Regions from separate parts of the Sus scrofa genome. Here region 1 is linked to region 2. The links are chromatin contacts, called in public Hi-C maps. All regions are on one chromosome and are shown on one strand. Each heading gives the region's core, a stretch centred on a gene start, on an enhancer-like site or on the middle of the called end of the contact. The rest is flanking DNA. Distances are from core to core; before and after follow the strand shown.

Region 1 (5,361 bases), core at 549-3,048, 110 kb before region 2:
AGTAACTGTCTTGTGAAATGGTTGGTGACTGCATGTATTTTCTAAGTGCTATAAAAGGAACTCTGGCTACCTCATTATACCAGTCAAAAAAAGTGACCAGCCTCTTTTTAACTGGCACCTTGCGATAGAATTGTGGTTGCAGAGTAAAGATGTTTATGTAGAATGTAATAACTCCAATCCCTAGAGACTTGGTAGGACATGGAAATGTGACCACCTGTGAGCCCCTCTGTATTGCGTACTAATTTTAGCTTTAAAGAGATTAACCATCTCCAATTTGAAATAAAAACATCTTATTTAATTTTTAAAATAATGTCAATTTGGGCCAGTCTTTGAAAACATTCAGTATATACCAGTATGGCACAAGCATTTCAGTTAAGTATAATGCAGTTAATAAACCATATTATTGTCCTCCAGAGTATACATGAAATTATTAAGTTAAAAGAGGTAGTTCTAAAGCAAGTAGATGCAGAACTTGACAGGTAAAAGGAGATGTACTTATCTAATGTCTGATCTCAAGAGGAAAAAAAATCTCTAAAATCAAGTATCTCATTCTATTTGTGCAAAAGTATACTTGACTATATATTAGACTTCTAAATGAATTCTAAAAGTTTTCATTAAAACACACTTTAAAGGCAGTGTTTAAGATGTGATCCCCTAATCAAGTTAAGGAGACAATAGTTGACAGTTATCTTTACTTCAGGTTTTGCTAAACTTTATAAAAATCTGTTTTTTACTGTTGTAATTCACACAGCTTTGAGTATTTGTAGCATATTTTCCAGACTTCTTACTAAAAACAGTATTTTTACCTCATTCATTAATTATGCTATTTACATTATGATTGCTATGTATATATGTGGAATATAGTGAAAGGCAGTATTAAAGATGTAACTTTTATTCAATATTAATTTATTTCTTTGGTTTAAATAACAAAGCATTTTAAAATAAAAAATCAATTTTCCGGCTTTTCTCAGCTGTTCATACTTTAAACCTATGCAATCATATATATTAACTTTTCAGAACAGAAACATATTAACATTAAATACATGCAATTTAAGTAACAAGGACTTTATTGTACCTTCCCTCTTTTCTATTTTGTAAACACATTCAGTTTTCAAAATTTGAGGGAATAGTTCACTCCATTAGGGAAAAGGGCTATCTAATGATTCAAAATTGGATCCTGAAAAAGCAACATGTCTTTATATTTTTCAGATGTCTGTCAGTTTCTTCCTTGGCCCTTCTCTTTACTGAATCAGTAAATTGTATAGCATAACAACCATATCTTTCCGATAAGTGATTTATTGTATTTAAACTTATTTTACTTAAAAAAATGAGCTTAAAAAACTCATTGGCATATATTAACGCTGTATTTCAAAACTTTCTTCTGTTTATTGTAGTATATTTTGTGGTTTTATTTCCCAACTCTGCATGCGGTATATTTTGTGTCTATGAAATCTCAGAAAGTGACAAAAATGGGGAAATATCTGTGCGGCGACACTTGTGCTTCATAACAACAAAAAAAATAGTTATTAAACAGAGAACCCTGGCTTCAGGGGCATGATTCAAAGTAAGATGGAAGAATTTCATATGCAATTAAGGGCCACAGAGTGGACTGTAAAGAGACTATTAATAAAGTTCTACTTTTTTTTTTTTACCCAAAGCACATCCTCTGAGAAAACACACAAATTAATACCTAAAACTTACAAAAATGCACATATTCATTTCATGAATACAGTGATTGCCTGGACACAATGAAGATTTAATCACCGGTGCGCAGTCTGTGTGCTGAATGTGGAAGGGTAGGTGATTAAGATCCCCGTCCTCAGCACCGTACCTTAATCTCACGGGCGCGTGGACTGCCCTGCACTCAGTAAAGCCTGACTATTCACCGAGATCTGTCATCTTTAGGAAATCAAACCAGATTACACAGGCGATTCACAAAACCAGGAGCTACAACAGAGTCTGTGCACCTTACAAAAGGCGGATTACGCAGTTCACATGTTATTTTGATAGGTCAGAGATAAAAGCTGATTGTTGGGGAATGGCAAGACACTCCAATTTCAAATGATTGCTAGATAAGTATACCACGACCCTGTTGCTTCTTCCTTATGAAGAGCCATTCAAACAGTAGAAAACTCAGTTTTCAGATGATAGGCTTTCAATAGTGAAATAAGAGAAAACATGTCCTCTTTTATATACGTAGCTTACATTTTAAGTTCCATCACTTCTTTCTGAACAGATACCAAGTTCTGGATGTTTATGTGAAGCAGTTATTATTATAAGGCTTAATTTGCAGTAGACATTTTCAAAGGCATTGTAGAGAGCATAAAACAGAATTTGCCAGAAATAAAACATACACTCATGGTATTGAGTAACAGAGCAGAAAATGCATGGTAGTTAATAGCCATTATGTTCTTCTGTTACCAAATATATTTTTCATAAAAATGTGGAATTACATAGCTAATGAATCTGTATATTTGAAATATATTTTGATAGGTGTTTATTGGTCAAATTATATGTATTTTGTGAATGTTTTATAAGGGTCATTTTTGGCCACAAAATGTGATGTTTTCAGAGTTTATTTCAGAGAAAAAGTTTAGTTGACATAATAACATTTTGAAAACCCCTACTTCTTACACATCCAACTCTACAGTAATTTCTTGCTTCTTTAAAAATTGGAGCCTTTTTTTACCCAACTGATGCCTCCTAGTGTTTCACACAATAAAACACTAATGAGTCACTCATAAATGTAAACATTGCATTTTCATTGCCTACATCTTCTGTGATACATAAAATTAATATTTATGTGTTTAATTTTCTGTGCATTATTACAGTGAGATAGGAGATTCCAATGAATGAGATGTTTCATCTGAGTGGGTTTGTGGCATACACTTGCAGGTTTTCTTTGACCATAACACTGTCTTACTAAGTTCTAATAAGTTTATTACCTTCAGCTCCAGCTTATATGCTCACTGTTTATGTTCACTCTAATTCCGAGTGAAAAACATAGACTAGGTATCAGAGCTTCCATTTTGTAGGCCTGGAAATTATACAGCTGAGTTCATCCACAAATGCCTGATGAACAAATTGCAAGGGGACTAAACCATTTCGTTTTAGATGATGAAATATCTTAAAAGATACAAAATTTTGCCTACTCTGTGTCTTTATATTTGCAAATTTCCGTGTAAAGGTAGAGTAAAAAAGAGAGTTTAAGAAAATAACAGGTAAGGATAAATGCATAGATTCCCACAAAATTGGAATCTATCGCCTTGTTAAAAATAGCAATGAAAAAAAAACTTGCTTTGGGAGCATAGTATTCAATATAGTAGAAGGAAAACTTAGAAGACAGCTTCTCCTGACCAGAAAATTGTCTAATGAGGTAGAAGTTAGTGGTTACCAACTTTGGTGTGAGTTTTCTGTCATTAAGATGGTGAGCGTAGGCTTTCCATATTCTTGTACTTCTGTGATTTCAGACAACTTTCTGATTCTATTTACAAAAGATGGCTACTTCAGTTTCTGAATATTTTTTTTAAAGTATTTATGAAAGGGAGGAGGCATTCCCTTAATGGGTCTTAGGTTCAAAGGATGTACTCGGAAGCCTGTAACATTTATGGGCCTCCTTCTGAGTTGTCATACCACACACAAGGGCACAAAAACAGCCACAGATTTCTTTCACTAACACAAGTATTCTGAGCGTCCAAACGTAGACCCTAGGCTTTGACTAAATGTGGTTCATTTCTGTTACCTCTGTATGCGTCATTTAGTTGATTCAAAACACATGCAATTTGATAATATTTGACTCATTCAAGATATTCTAATTTGGTCAATAATACAGTGCTATTACAATTCTTTGCATGTTGGACGCATTTCAAAGAATGTTAGGGGGTGTGTTCCTTTCGTTCAAGGAAGCAAACATGTAGAAAGGGGTGGACCTTTCCCACAAGAGCCACATTTCTTCCCTTGGAGAATTGAAGCAAATATGCAGTATGTAAGTGAATAACAGCATGAGAAAGAAAATAATTTCTAATCGGCTGCTGTAGTTAGTGAGCAAAGGAAACTGTCAGGTTTTTCTTAAAAGCAGTTCTAATTGATAACTTTTCTCACACTGAATGTTGAAAAAATGCCCCAAAATTTTGTAATTTTAGTATTAACTTCTATAAAGGGCACAAGAATTAATTTTGCTCAAAACAAGAATTCGGTAGTAACTATTTTACAGATTTATTGAAGCATAAAGAAATAAAGGGAGCTAAAAGTCCCATTCCCTATCTCTCTTAAGATTAAGTAGATGGCATCAATGTTCTTAGGTTAGTTGTTTTTGTTGGTGCAAGAGAAATAATTTAAAAAAATTCTATAACAAAGAATTCATTGTAAAATATAAGGATATGAAAAAGATTATCCAATAAGCATTATCTCACATTTCATTGGTATTTTTTAACATTAACTATAAAAAGGAAAGTTATATTCCTAAGTATGAAAATTATATGATACTTGTTATATACATATTTATGTTTGAGGTGATAACATGATCTTACGAGCATTCGTCATCACCACAATGTATTTGTTGTACATTGCCTAAGATAAATCTCTGTATTTATTTTTAAAATGTAGCCAGTTGTAAACAAAGTTCAAAAAATACAGGAAGGTAATCTCTTGAGGATGTTATAAAGGAAATTGGTGATATTATAAATGATAAAAACAGTAAACCTATTGCAGGCAGATTTCTGCAGGAATCATTACTCTTTAATAATGCAGATGTTATAGAGACTTTATTAATTCTTAATGTTGTAAATTTGAAATGAATGGAGCAATGTTGTTCATCCTGCAAGTGGTTGCGATTCATGTAGAATGACAGTGCAGATCTTCTAGTAATGATTTAAGTCAAGTGCCTTATACTTGTTTTTAGAGACTGGAGGAACTGATATCTGAAGCAGTCCCTGGTGAGAATCTACTTTTTCCAAACAATATCCTGAGCATGGTCTGGTTTTCCTCTTGTATCTTGTTGTCATAGATAAGATGCACATGAAGAATTCATATAAATTGTTCTTAGATACCATGGATCTCTAGCATATTGGATATAAAAAGAGATGGATATGGTCCTTTGATAGAATGCGAAGTGTTTTTTGAAACAGCTAACCACTACCCCTCTCTCTTTCACACATCTGTGATTCTTTCAGCAAGTTAGAATGATAGCAATAGAATGCTTCTTTCCCGAACCCTGAAGATAGGCAACCTTGGCTTAGATATGCTTATTTATTTGCAAATTTAGAAAATAGATTCACCAGTGTAAATAAGTAGGGATGGACAAGGAAATTAGTCTACTACTTAATAAAGTAAACATGACTTTTTTTTAACCTTCTAATTAAT
Region 2 (4,839 bases), core at 659-3,158:
ACTCAGATTTGTTTCCACTGCGCCACAAAGGGAACTCCCCACAGCGTAATTTCTGACTGAACTATTTTATTTCTCTCCAAAAATGGACAGTGCATTGCACAGTGATTTAGTAGCAAAACCAACAGGCTCAGTCACTAGTTAGATGACCTTGGGCCACTTGATCTCACCAATTTAAAAAGGAAGAATCTATCATGAAGGGACATGGTTGGAAGGGTTCAGTCAGATCAAGTATGTAAATTATAGTTCAGTGCCTGCTTAATAAATAATAAACAGTAAGTTGTAAGCTTGTATTTTGGTATTAATTTAGTATCTTCTTAAAAATTCCTTGAATAAAAATATTCATTCACTATAATAAAACATAGACTAGGCTACATATTACCTCACAGCAAGAGAGCTTTAGCATCCTGATGAAAAGGACATTATTTGGCCAACATCATAACTGATCTTATAAAAGAAGGTAAAGAAACACAAGGGAATGAGATCAGGAGATGGGTGGGAGCAGGAGCAGGATTAAATAGAGTGGTCATGGTGGGCTTCTTTGAGAAAACCAGATTTTGAGCAGAAATTTGAAGGAAGGGATGGAGTTAGCCATGGAAATGAGACAAGCCTGAGGGCGGGAGGATGAGGATGATAGGAAATCAGATAATGGAGCCTGGAGAAAACTGGAATTTTCAGAGCCCTGTGGAACACTGGAAGAAGTCAGGCTTTACTCCAAGTAAGGTGGGTGCTCTTGCAGGGAATAGAGAAGTGCCATCATCTGACTTATCCTTTTAAAGGATCTATCTGGTTGCTGGGTTGAAAACAAAAAGGAGGATAAGGATAGAAGGAGGTGACTATCGAGAGGTGACTGTGGTGATCAAGGCAAGAGATGATGGTACTAGAACCAGGGTGGTTGCCATTAGAAGGTGAGAGGGGGTCGGAGACTGTATTTGGAAGTTAAGCCAATAGGATTTCCTGTTAGGCTGAATGTGGGATGTGAGAAAAAGAGAAGACTCAGGGTGACTCCAAGGAGTTTATTCTGTGCAAATGAAAGCATTTTGAGCTGTCATCGGTGGCAATGGGGAAAGCTAGACTGAAACTAATTTTGAGATGTGTATGAGGTAGACATTTTGGTAGAAATACTGAGGCTGTAGCTGGATATGCAAGGTTGGAATCAGGAGAAAAATTGGAGCTGGAGATAAGAGAAAGACTGTGTTCCTTTTACATTCAGAGATCAGGGGGTAAAGGGAAGAACCAGCCACAGGGGCTGAAAAAGAGCCTTCTTTGAAAACAAGAGGGAAGAGTTCAGGGCCCGGGAAGGAGAGGAAGTTTACAAGGAGTGATCAGCTGTGTCCCAGTTGAGGACTGAGAAGTTACCACTGGATTTAGCAACCTAAAGGTCATTCCTGACTGACAAGAGCATTTTCAGTGATGAGGAAAAGTTTTTCATGGAGTCATTTGAGAGCAAGCAGCATGCCATATTTACAACCCCAGACACAGGAACAGAATTGTCATTGGTGACATGATTTTCCAGAGTGGTGAATAATTTTTAATAAAATTCCATACCAAACAAAGTGGAACATTCCCTCAGCATACACAGTAATTGCATTTCTGGAAATTTCAGTGTATAATAAAATCTTTGTTTCAGTGTATAAAAAATAGCTTGTGTTTGCAGATTATTATTAAACAAGTTTTTCATACACATGAATGTCCACTGGGGCATCTGAAAGTTGGATGGGGTAAAAGACGATTCTTTGATGTGTAGAACTGTGCCACCTATGATAGGATATTCAGCACACTTTCCCACCCAACCAGAAAATGTCAGCCCTACCCCCAGTCATTGTGACACCCACAAATATCCAAACTGTTCCCTTAGGAGATAGTCCACTGGTGTAGAGTACCACTGTTCTGGATCTAGAGAGTCGCTATTATGGCTCCAGTGGGAAACAGATGGCAAGCCCACATGGGTAATTGAGAGTTTAGTAAAAGGACTATTTACAGATGGATAGAGTTTGGGGAAACTCCAGAAATAGTGAAGTACATTAGGGCTTCCAGCCTGGAAGCCGTTAGCACATCTAAATCTGAAGGAGCAAGAGGAGGAAGAAATTACCAGAGCACAGCAAGATCTACATCTTGGAGGAAAGAGGACCCCAAAAGAGGTGTGGCCGGAAGTTCCCTTGTGGTGCAGCGGGTTAAGGTCACAGCTGCAGAGAGGGTTGGATGCCTGCCCTGGGAACTTCCACATGCCCCATGTGGCAGAAAAAAAAAAAAAAAAGACAGAAGTGTAGCCTTCACGAAGGGAATGCAGCCTCTGCCATCCAGTGGCCCAATAAGAGGAATGCTACAGTAGAAAAATACTGACCTCTTTCCTATTCTCTGTCCTTCTGCCAGTGCCTCACTGGCTCAGCTGAAGCCAGAGAGCCAGCAGAACCTGGAGGATGCAGTCAGAAGGGTCAGCCTCCTGGGCCCAGAGCAGTGAAGAGGCTGGCCAGTGGATTGGGGGGCAGCAGGAGCAAATGGGGAAGACCTGGACGGTTATTTTGTTTTCTTAGCCGTGCTAGAGTAATTCCTATTTGGCCATTTAACAAGGGAATACAATATTTTGTTGGTTCCAGACATTTATTTTATAGCATACTCTAATATTTGTTGTTGTTTAAAGGCTCTGGGAATCAGGGGATATATTCATTCTTTGATGTCTTATCAAATGTTTACATTCCATTATATCAGGGTGTTTACCCAAAATTATTTTTTGTTACTCTGCTTCCAACAGATCAAGCCTAATAAAGAATGACTGTGTTAATAGAGTGTGTGAACATTTTTATTTCCCTCTAAAACAATGAGAACCAAAGACATGTAAATGAAAAGAGCTGTGACACATTTGCTCTCACCTGTCTGGCCATGTCCAAAGCAGAAAATAGGAAAAATAAAGAAAAAGAGAGCAGAAGCATAAAAGGAGCACAGTATTGTAATCATCACCAGGATGAACATAGAGCTGTTGCAGAGCACGACATGTGATGAAGGCCGGCTGACCAACCCATAAAACAAGCTTAATGTTAGGATTATAAGAAAATATAGTGAGAAAAGAAAACTTTGAGCCACATGCACACATGCATTTAAATTTGCTCAGTGGCTTAGGAAATCCCTGAGGGAATGTTTTATATAAACCCTTGTCTTTAAAATATATATTAGATTCACACATATGCATACACACTCACACATATATCCATTTTATATTAAGAATGCTGTATACTCTTGACATCATGAGTCCTCAGGGCAATATGTTCATACCATATTTTCATTTATAATGTTAAAAATAAAAAAGGAGGAAAGGAATTAAAACTATGATTATCTAGTTAGTGCAAGCAGAAAAATTAGCAGGAGTCAGATTAAATTGCCAAAATGAAACCAAAAAATCAATAATTGGGACCTGAATTACTCCAATTAGACATCCACATGGCCTCAGTTCACTAAATATTTGCCACTTCTCTCGTTGGATATATAGGTGTTGCCATTTGTCACTGTCAGCATATCCCAAAATGTGAAGTGTAACATATATTCTGAACTATCATTGTAAAATATGAATTATTGAATGATACATGCTCTGTTCAATCCTGTTTTTTGAAATGTCTATTATCTTTAGAGTTACTTTCAAAAGACAGACTTTATAATAATTAAAGTATATGTGCTATTCACACGCATGGAGATGATTTTATATCATTAAACTTCTGCATAAATATACTTCAATAAGCAATTAAACCAAAGGCTCTGGTTTGCATTTTAATCCTTTTTCTCTGTGAAGTCATCACAATCATGTACCTTTGATCTTGCAGTCATTTCTGGCACCAGATCCAGATACCAAAAATGAACAATTACTACTTAATAGAATGAAATTCAAAGACAATGGAGTCTAATAAAATGGGGCTTTGTTTTAAACAAAAGTGAAACGTTTTCTAATAATTGCAGAGAAAGAGTTCTAAGCACATTAAAGAAATCAATTTATGATCCGAACATCTTCAGAGCTCTTAATGGTCTTCTAGACACCAAGCAGTTTGGAATTTGAAATTTTTCTTGGTAAAGGCAATGCTACCTGTACTTTAAGGGCTTTTCTTTCTATGCTTTTCTTTTACTCATGCTTTTTTTTTTTTTTTCCTGCTCCTTCAGGCTGTTCCACCTCCCAACTTTGAGATGCCAGTCTCCATCCCAGTGTCCAGCCACAACAGTTTGGTATACAGCAACCCTGTCAGCTCACTGGGAAACCCCAACCTTTTGCCACTGGCCCACCCGTCTCTGCAGAGGAATAGTATGTCTCCTGGTGTAACACATCGACCTCCAAGTGCAGGTAACACAGGTATGTTCTTGTAAGAGCGTGATTCTAACAAATCATTGGAAGGAGCCACTCTTAGCAAAAAGGCTCTTCTCCCTACAGAATATTCAGTTTTTCAATTTTTCCGTTTTCCATTTGTTATATTTTTTCATTGCTCAGTACCCATCCAACTAGTCTTCCACATGATAAAACCTAACCCTGTTAGCATATCTTTCAAAATCTTTCATAATCTGCAGTTCATCTGTTCAGCCTATCTGTCACCAATTTCCTCAAGTGGCTACATTTTAACCAAATGCTTTTTCCAACAGAACATCAAATATCCTGTCTCCATGCTTTGAATTCTGCCTAAAATGCCATTTTCCCTCTTGCTCCTAACCAGATATCAACTCCTCTGTGAAACCTGCCCCTGTGTTCTCTGATAGCATTTTTTTTTTTTTGGTCTTTTGTCTTTTGTCTTTTTAGGGCTGCACCCGTGGCATATGGAAGCTCCCAGGCTAGGGGTCTATTCGGAGCTGTAGGCACTGGCCTACACCACA

What was found. Hi-C and Micro-C count contacts between places; a contact is called where the count stands out from the background.
Region 1: a Hi-C map of retroperitoneal adipose tissue shows a contact between it and region 2, with 2.4 times the contacts expected there. The contact joins two enhancer-like sites. A contact is called at or near these places in 8 of 47 Hi-C or Micro-C datasets (embryonic fibroblasts, fetal heart ventricle, fetal skeletal muscle and 5 more) and 2 of 2 datasets of contacts at active chromatin or transcription factors (alveolar macrophages and skeletal muscle).

The regions. Positions count from the first base shown.
Region 1 is chr2:96,269,413-96,274,773 of Sscrofa11.1, reverse strand. It overlaps a transcript of MEF2C not described here. Among named protein-coding and RNA genes, the nearest start is that of MEF2C, 55 kb to the right of the region's middle. Within about 2 kb of position 1,798, at least 14 of the 83 cell types and tissues checked have an H3K27ac peak or open chromatin away from gene starts, as enhancers often do. A contact at or near this core is called in retroperitoneal adipose tissue, where this site is marked.
Region 2 is chr2:96,155,195-96,160,033 of Sscrofa11.1, reverse strand. It overlaps MEF2C (myocyte enhancer factor 2C), which reads left to right. Exons shown (of 9, transcript NM_001044540.1): 4 at 4,141-4,327. Among named protein-coding and RNA genes, the nearest start is that of MEF2C, 59 kb to the left of the region's middle. Within about 2 kb of position 1,908, at least 7 of the 83 cell types and tissues checked have an H3K27ac peak or open chromatin away from gene starts, as enhancers often do. A contact at or near this core is called in retroperitoneal adipose tissue, where this site is marked.